2 separate regions of the Mus musculus genome follow, and region 1 is linked to region 2. A link is a contact called in public Hi-C data. All regions are on one chromosome and are shown on one strand. The core of a region is the stretch at or near the end of the contact, and the rest is flanking DNA. Distances in the headings are between cores, read along the strand shown.

The links. A called contact is a pair of places that touch in the nucleus more often than the background predicts.
Region 1: a Hi-C map of B cells shows a contact between it and region 2, with 6 read pairs. The contact joins the promoter of Srrm1 here to the promoter of Ppp1r8 in region 2. A contact is called at or near these places in 1 of 39 promoter capture datasets (pre-B cells), 1 of 484 Hi-C or Micro-C datasets (B cells) and 1 of 9 other capture datasets (liver).

What each region holds. Positions count from the first base shown.
Region 1 is chr4:135,350,598-135,354,639 of GRCm38.p6, reverse strand. Srrm1 (serine/arginine repetitive matrix 1) reads left to right here and starts at 1,494. Exons shown (of 18, transcript NM_016799.4): 1 at 1,494-1,543. The coding sequence starts at 1,523.
Region 2 is chr4:132,841,207-132,845,832 of GRCm38.p6, reverse strand. Ppp1r8 (protein phosphatase 1, regulatory subunit 8) reads left to right here and starts at 2,664. Exons shown (of 7, transcript NM_146154.3): 1 at 2,664-2,776. The coding sequence starts at 2,721.

The sequences.
Region 1 (4,042 bases), core at 245-2,744, 2.5 Mb before region 2:
ACAAACCTTGGGCAGCAGGAAATTCAGGGAGTGAGGTTGAGGCACAAGGGATCAAGGAAAGGGCAATTTTGACTTTTGGAGGGGAAAAAAAATGTGAGGAACCACTGGAGACTTTTCAGCAGACAAGTGCCCATGGTTTTCTTTCTTTCTTTAACGTCCTTTCTTTGTACTTAATGGGGTTTCTTTATGTAGCCTTGGCTGTCCTGGAACTCACTCTGTAGACCAGACTGGCCTTGAACTCACAGAGATACCTAGGGTTTTCAACAGCATCGTTCAGCATCCGGGCCTCCTTCAGAATGGATGCTGGGTGGCAAGGTCAGGAACAGGGCTATCTGTGACAGAACTAGTGCAGGAGTTCAACTCAGATAAGGGACCTTGGGCCTCCATCATAGTGGCATGTGTGTTTCCTGAGGGCTTGGGAGTGGGGTGTGCAGGAAAGAGGACTCTCAACAGCAAGATTGTCCTAAACAAAAGGAAAGCTACTGCCATCTACAGAGACAGAGAAGGCTCAAAGACAGCCTCTCTGATTTCCCTGCTATTTCGATTCATTTGATGATTTTGATGGACGAGACGAACCTAGTCATATCTGGTCTGTGGGCGTTCAAATGGGAAAGTCAACCCCCTTTAAGTAGGAAAGCCAGGAAAAGAAAAAAAAAAAAAATGCCTGGAGACATTCGGGTTTCTACACTAGCACTCCTAGGGCAGACATGCCCACTTCCCGACTTTTCCATGAAAAAGCATTAGAGGTGCGCGTGTCTGTGAAAGATGGAATGTTACAAAGTGGCCCCAGAGAAACTTTTCTGGAGAGAAAGCGCTTGGTGAGCACATTAAAGGGCCGGTTTTGGCCCTCTTCCACTTCCTGCCCTTCGGCGTGGTTTCGCAGCAGAAGCACAGAAAGGTATCCAATGGACACCTCAAGAACAAGCCAGATGCGACGCACATCCGGCGAACACGCGGGCTTCATACGAGCTGACGCTGCAGGCTCAACCCCGCCGGCAACCTCCCAAAACCCACTCCTAGCTCAACTTTCACAATGACAACAACTGGCGTATCGGGCCGCCCCTAAGCAAGCATTCTCTTTTATGACTACCCATGCACCCCAGGACTGAGGCTTCCCCCCCGCCCCCCATCTCCCTTCAACTCCCCACATCCTCCCACTACGGATCAAAGGAAGGATCAACTCAAGTCGCGCGAACACCGCTGATCATGCGCCACAAAAAAAAAAAAAAAAAAAAGATCGGTAGGGTTGGGCGACCCAAAGATTCTCCCTCCTCTTTCCATTGGTTCCAGTCGCCCAGCTCGCCTCCCCTCCTAGCGAAAGGCTGCCGCCCTGGTGCGCTTGCGCATGCGCGTCGTTCTCGTGGCGCACTGAGCAGGCGCAGCCGCAGGCCCGCCGGAGCGGGGCGGGTGTAGCGGCGCGCGCAGCCTCCCGGCGCTGGGCTCCCTTCTGCCGGTCCCGCCCTCCGTCGCGGCGGCGCGGTGCACGCTGGGATAGGGAGCGATCTCCGAGCGAGGCGGCAAGATGGACGCGGGATTCTTCCGCGTAAGTCCGAGCGCGGGGATCCGGGGAGAGGCGAGAGGCTTGTTTGTAAGACCCGAGGGGGAGGCGCTCAAAATCCCGGACAGGACGGCCCGCGGAGGAAGGCCTTAGAGACCCCGAGGGGGTTCGTGGGCAGCGTCCCCCGGCCTCGGCGTTGCGGCCGAGACCGGTGCGCCCCTGCGCAGTCTCCTCCTCCGGGATCGTCCCCCCCTACGCGGCGGTGGCGGTGGCCGGAAAATGGCGGCGGGAATGGGCTGGAGCCGAACCTCACCGGCCGCCTGGCGAGGCCCTGTAGGCCGGGCGCCGCGCCGGCCGCCCGGGCTCGGGGCCTAGCGGAGCCTCAAGGAGGAAGTCTTTAGGGGGAGGCCGGTGGGAAGCCCGGGGCGGCTGCGGGGTACCGGTTGTATGGTTTGGGGCTCCGTCCTGAGAGGTGTTTGAGGAAAGGGGCCTTATTATTTTTTTTTTTTAGTGGCAGCTTTGGAGAAAATGGGTGCCCCCCCCCCAAACCCCGACGTACAGCGTCCACCCTCTGGGTCTTAAGCTTTCCCGGCGGCGCAGGGTCAGAGTTCGTGAGCGCTCCCGCCCAATTTGATAGCTCTTCGGGGAGGGGAGCTTAGATAATTTGTAGTTGGAACATTTGAATCGGAGGCTTTTGGAGTGAACGGTGTGTGCGAGGGTGGAGACAGATTACGGTTGTGACTCCGTCGCGCTTCCCGCTCTTCGCTAGCACCCTTTCCCAGCGGCCCATGTCCAGGCAGGGGACGTTACCTTGGAGGTGGTACATAGATCCCACACAGTAAGGCAGTTTATTAGGTCCACTTTGGAAGGAAAGTAGCTACAGGTCGAGATCTAGATGTATGGGAACGTACACTTGTGGGATTAAAAGTAGCAACAAACCCTTTAGGAATCGCTGATTCTTGTAATGCAGAGTAGAACCTTGTAAGACAGCTTGGTAAAAATCCAGATACCAGCTCTCTGTCATACCACTGCTTAGAGTTTTGCATTCTCTGAATCAAGCATATAGTTTACAGTTTGTGTGCATTTTTAAAGAAAAAATTGGAAGGCGGGGGAAGGAGGAGGGAGATAATAAAGGTGCTTCTTGTATGTGGTTCATGAGAGCTTGCCTAGTATGAACAAGACACTGGGGTCTATCTCCAGCACCTCAGATACTTGCACTACAAACTAGGCACTTAACCTTTGTAGTCAGTACTCATTTCTTATGGCACCGAAGTTAACACTTAAAAACAGTCGAAGGTTTCTTTCACTTGTCAATTGTCTCTTTTTCTCCCCCCACCCCCTTCAGTTTTTGTTTTGCCTTTTCAGGAAGTGGTTTATGTGTGTAGCCTTGGCCATCCTGGAACTCTGTAGTCTGTAGGCCAGGCTAGCCTTGAACTCAGAGATCTGTGTGCCTCTGCCTCCCGAATGCTGGGGTTGAATGAAGACTTGCACCCTGGCCAGGCTTGTCAGTTATTTCTAGTGGAAAGGAGATTGAAGAACTAAAACAAAGCGATATGTCAATTTTCAGGCGAAGATGTCCTTTGAAAAGGACAGGATCTGGAAAATAACCCACTTTTTAAAATATTCTTTTTACACTTACTTAAATGAAGTAGTTTTGTTTTCCCTGGGTTGGGTCTTTTGGGGGCAGGGGCAGTTGAAGTGTTTTGAAACTGGGTTCTCTAACCCAAACTGGCCTTGGACCTAGAGAGTCCTGCCTTGACTTCTCAGTACTAGAATTTCAGACATATGCTACACACTGACAAAGTGGGGGATTTATGTTCTGAGTTAGAAAAACTTACTAGGCAGTGGCGCACACCTTAAATCGCAACACTCTGGGAGGGAGGGGAGGCAGAGGCAGGCAGATCTCTGAGTTTGAGGCCAGCCTGGTCTACAGAGTGAGGCTACATAGAACCCTGTCTCAAAAAAATTTAAAAAGGGGAGAATGGGGGTGGGGAGGTAATTTTAGATCAGTTACCTAGTACAACCTGATTCTGAGTAGAATTCGATTTAAGAATTGGTGATAGTAAGCCGGGCGTGGTGGTGCATGAAAAACCAAAAAAAAAAAAAAAAGAATTGGTGATAGCATTCTCTCTCTCTCTCTCTCTCTCTCTCTCTCTCTCTCTCTCTCTCTCTCTCTCTCTTTCTCTCTCTCTCTTTCTTTCTTTCTTTCTTTCTTTCTTTCTGAAGAGGTGGTTGATAAGATCAAAAGCAGACCAGGACAGCTTTTGAACTTTTTTTTTTAATATTTATTTTATGTATATGAGTACATTGTAGCTGTACAGATGGTTGTGAGCCTTCGTGTGGTTGTTGGGAATTGAATTTTAGGACCTCACTCACTCGGGCCCAAAGATTTATTTATTATTATTAATAAGTACACTGTTGCTGTGTTCAGACACAGCAGAAGAGGGCGTCAGATCTCATTGCGGGTGATTGTGGGCCACCATGTGGTTGCTGGGATTTGAACTCAGGACCTCTTACCAGCCTGGCTTTGAATTTTATTTTATT
Region 2 (4,626 bases), core at 1,415-3,914:
TAATTTCTTAGCTCCTGTTAACCAGTTAACCAGTTAACCTTGTTAACTAATCAATTGTCCCAGTAGTCCCTTCTATTTTTCACTCCAAACCCAGAGCCACATAACCAAAGCTGCTGTGTTCTGTTTGCTGGGGTTGGAACATGGCCCCCATTATTCTATTACCAGGTTTCTGTGTCCTAACTCCCTCACTGCCTAAGCTTGGCTTTCCTGGAACTTGCTCTGTAGATTGATTTTGAACTCAGAGATCTGTTTGGCTGTCTCTTGTAATGCTGGGATTAAAGGCATGTACCATCATGCGTGATTTTAAGCTTTTCTTCGCCTAGAACTTGCTTTGTCCCAGGCTGGCCTTGAACTCAGAGATTTGTTTGGCTTTGTCTTCTGAGATTGAAGGTGTATGCCACCATGCCTGGATCTAAATTTACCTGGATGTGATCTTGCCCCAAATCCCTTAATCTGTTATCTCCTAGAACATAGGTTTCAGCTCCATTTCATTTACTGGTGCCCCTCTAATACTTGAACCATATATTTTATATTTTTCCTTTCTAAGCTTCCTACTCTTGTTCAAAACACTCTTTATGAGACTTAACCAGAGAACAAAGTCTCTGCTGGGCTTTTTTGAGACTTTGTCAATGCAATTGATATAAATCTCTTCACCTTAGACGCTGGTAGACTCTTCAGACAAGGGCAAAAAGCAGCCAGATTCTTCACCAATATACCACAAAAACAGTCTCAAGGCCACATGCTGAAATTATTCTCCACTGAAACCTCTTGGGCCAGGTCTGCACAGTTCAAATCAATCTCATCATATTCCTATTAGGATGGCCCATTAAGCAATACTTAGAGCATTCCATTGCTTTCTAAATTCTAAGTCCCAAAATCCACATTCTTCCAGACAAAAACATGGTCAGGCCTATCACAGCACTACTCCACTACCAGTACCAACTTCTGTCATAGTTAACCTTTTACTGCTGTGAACAGACATCATGACCAAGGCAACTCTTTTTTTTTTTTTTTTTTAAGATTTATTTATTGTTATATGTAAGTAAACTGTAGCTGTCTTCATACACACCAGAAGAGGGCATCAGATCTCATTACGGATGGTTGTGAGCCACCATGTGGTTGCTGGGATTTGAACTCAGGACCTTCGGAAGAGCAGTCGGTGCTCTTAACTGCTGAGCCATCTCGCCAGCCCGACAAAGGCAACTCTTATGCTGAAAACATTTAATTGGAGCTGGTTTATAGGTTCATAGGTTCAGTCCATTATCATCAAGGCTGGAGCATGGCAGCATCCAGGCAGGCATCGTGCAGGAGGAGCTGAGAGTTCTACATTTTCACCTGAAGGCTGTTAGTGGAAGACTGACTTCCAGGTAGCCAGGATACAGGACTTAAAGCCCAAGCCTACAATGATACACTTATTTCAACAAGTCCAAACCTCCAAATAGTGCCACTCCCTGGACCAAGCATATTCAAACCATGACATGTTCTATTGCTGTTGCTTACTGAAACCTGGAGAATTTATTATTATTATTATTATTAATTTTACTGTCTAGCAGGGCATAGTGTTGACTACCTTTAACCCTGTATCTCAGGAAGCAAAGGCAGATGGAATTTCAGATATGTGCTGCCACACCCTCCAACCATTTGTTTCTTTTAAAAACTGTGAAGTCATCATCCCATCTTTCTGCAAAAGTGAAAAAAGGACCATCCACTGCATACGAAGGAATGGTATGTTGTCAGAAACATATGGGACTAGTAGAGCCTGGCTTTTGGCTTTACATAGACTCAGGTTCGAATACCACTCCTTGTAAGGTGAGGCTAGAGCCTCTCTTCTGGAATCAATCTGTCTTGAGTTTTGGGAATACCAAGTGAACTGATCCATATGAAATACATACTTCCCCATAAGCACTCAATAGACAAAACCATTACAACCAGCAAGCTAATGGCTTAGAGGAAGATGGTAACCCTAATGCTTCCTATGTCACTATGACCCACAGAGAAAAATCCTAAGGGGCCATGAATTAAACATTTTTGAGAATTGGTTAAGTTACTAAAAATTGGAGGCTTTTTTTCCTTTTGAGTCTGTGCCTTGCAGCAGTTTGTCCAAAGTTTTCAAAAACAGACTACATGATTTCTGACACAGTCGCCTAATCTATAGATTCTCCCAGATCTAAGAAAATTACTGGTTTTGGGGAATTGAATCAGTGGCCTCATTCGCGCCTGCTGAACACACTACCACTGAGCCGTACACATCAGACTTGGGATCAGAAAGGACAAATGAGTAAGGATTCTGTTTTCAGATGCAGTGTTTCGAAGGAAGGCTGGAAAAAGGGGGAAAAAAAAAGCCATCACTTCTTATCTCTAGCCATCACCTGCTTATCGCTAGATGAAGCCCGAGGGGGTGGGTAGCTGGGAGTTAATGCAGATTGCAGAGCTCTAGGGTTTCTGGCGGAAAACGCAGCGCGAAAGCCGCATCAAGGTACAAACCACTCCTGACCCCGTGACCAAGGAGACACCCGCCCCCAGCCTCTCCAGCAAACACTGCAGACTTCAAACCCAGCCCCTGATGCCCTCCGCCAGAGGCGCTCCCAGGAGAGCGTCCTTGCGTTGCGCGTGCGCACGCACGCGCTGCGCACAGGCTGCTGGGATGCCGCCTCTTCCCTCCCGAGCTCTTAGTTTCCCGGCGTGCTTCAGACCCGCCAAATGGGAGGGGGAGACGCAAGATGGCGGCAGCCGTGAACTCCGGCTCCAGCCTCCCGCTGTTCGACTGCCCGACTTGGTGAGTAATGAGGTTTCTGGGACTGGAGCGGCTTGGCGTGAGTTAACCCGGACAGAAAGGAGAAGGTTGTATTTTTTTTTCCTCTTCCTTTTTTTTTTTTTTTTTTTTTTTGCGATGAAACGAACGTCTCAGAAAGATCCTGGAATGATTGAGGGAAAACTGTCCGCTGTGAGGGGCCGGGCGACGTGTGGAGGATCCTGGAGCTGGGGCCCAGGCTCTGCGGAAACCCGAGTTTTGGGGGCTCGAAGGTATTCAGTTTATACAGCGCTTGGGAGGTCAGCCGCTCACCGGGGTGCTTCAGGCCTTGGCCCCTAACTTGCCCTAACTCATCACTGAGTGCCCGATGCTCTCGGGGAGCATCAAACCTTCCCCGGGTGCTGAAGGTCTGGAGCGCGCACGAGCTGGCTTCCCTACCTCAGTCCAACCTGATGCTGCATCCCTCCGTGGCTGCTGCACCCTCCAAGCGGACTAGGTGCTCCTTGCGGGCAGGGATGGCGCGGGACTGTTCCCCCTTGTTCTCTGACCAGACCAGCACGAAACCCGGTACAAAAGACAGCAGAAGTTGTTAGCATACAGCATTTTCATCCCCTGGGAAGTTCAGAGAAGTAGTAGGATGGTTTCCGCGTTGAGTGGGGTGCAAGATGAATGAATAGGAACTGCTTTGCACGAGGATGCATCGGGGTTAGAGCCCTTTCTGCTGTTGCGGCTCTTCCTGGTTATTAACGTGTTACCTCTCGGGCTTCTGTTACATTGAGATCTTCAAGGGCAAAAACCCTTGCATCATGCTCAGCTCCTAGGCCTGAGTCAATCACATGGTAGGATATTCAGACAAAATATTTTGGCTTTAATGTTCATTTTAATCTGTATCTCGAAGCAAATGGGCTTTTGTTCGATGCACTGTCCTTTTAGCCACTGCCATGAGAGATTGGAGCGGAGCTGTGAGATGTCTGTGTTGAATCTTCAATGAGATAGACTCGATATCGTTTCTTCTGTGCAAATGTAAGGGCCCTGGAAGGTTCAAAAGAACAAGCCCAGGAAGCGAATGAATGCTTGGCTGTTTCCTGGATTTCTTTATTCTTTTAACATATCCATGTGCTTCAGCCTACAAATTCTTTATCCACACTGGTCCCTGGCTGCACTTATTTCAAATTTGGGCCAGCCAAATATAAAGAGACTCTTTCTTTGAGATCACCTGTCATTACCTCAGGGTCTGGTGTATACCAGGAACTGTGTCAGGTGATTTGACATTTGAGCATCCATCCCCTTGAATGATGAAGCGAGGTATAGAAAACAGTCTGATGACTTAGATTTTTTTTCACAAACACCTGTTCAGGGTGCCCCCACACCTCCCTCCCTTTGGAGCTTGGTTTCGTGGGCGTGGTTTTGATTTGCTCTAGTTCCCTAATTACAGATCTCTGATTTGGTACCAAGAGTTCATCTGGGTAATGTTTTTTTGTTTATTTTGTGATGAGAATGATATTGATCAGCCCCCAAACAAACAATTTTTGTTATTTGGTTATTTTAACATATATTTGTTTTAAGGCAAGATCTCTATATGTGATTCTAGATGATCTAGAACTCACCTGTTATACAAACTAGGATGGCCTTGAAGTTGCAATGGTCCCTCTGGTGGGAATTCACATGTGTATTTCTGTACCCAGCAAAACAACTGGTTTATTCTTTCTTTATATTAGGAGTAGTAAATCTTAGATGAAACCCCAGGTTAGACCAAGCATGCATCACAATGTAATTTAGCACAGGGAAGGTGGAGGAGGAGGTTAAAGGTCGTCCTCAGATCCAATCCCACAAAGGTTTGAGCCTAGCTTGTTTTTGGAGACGTGAGACTCTGT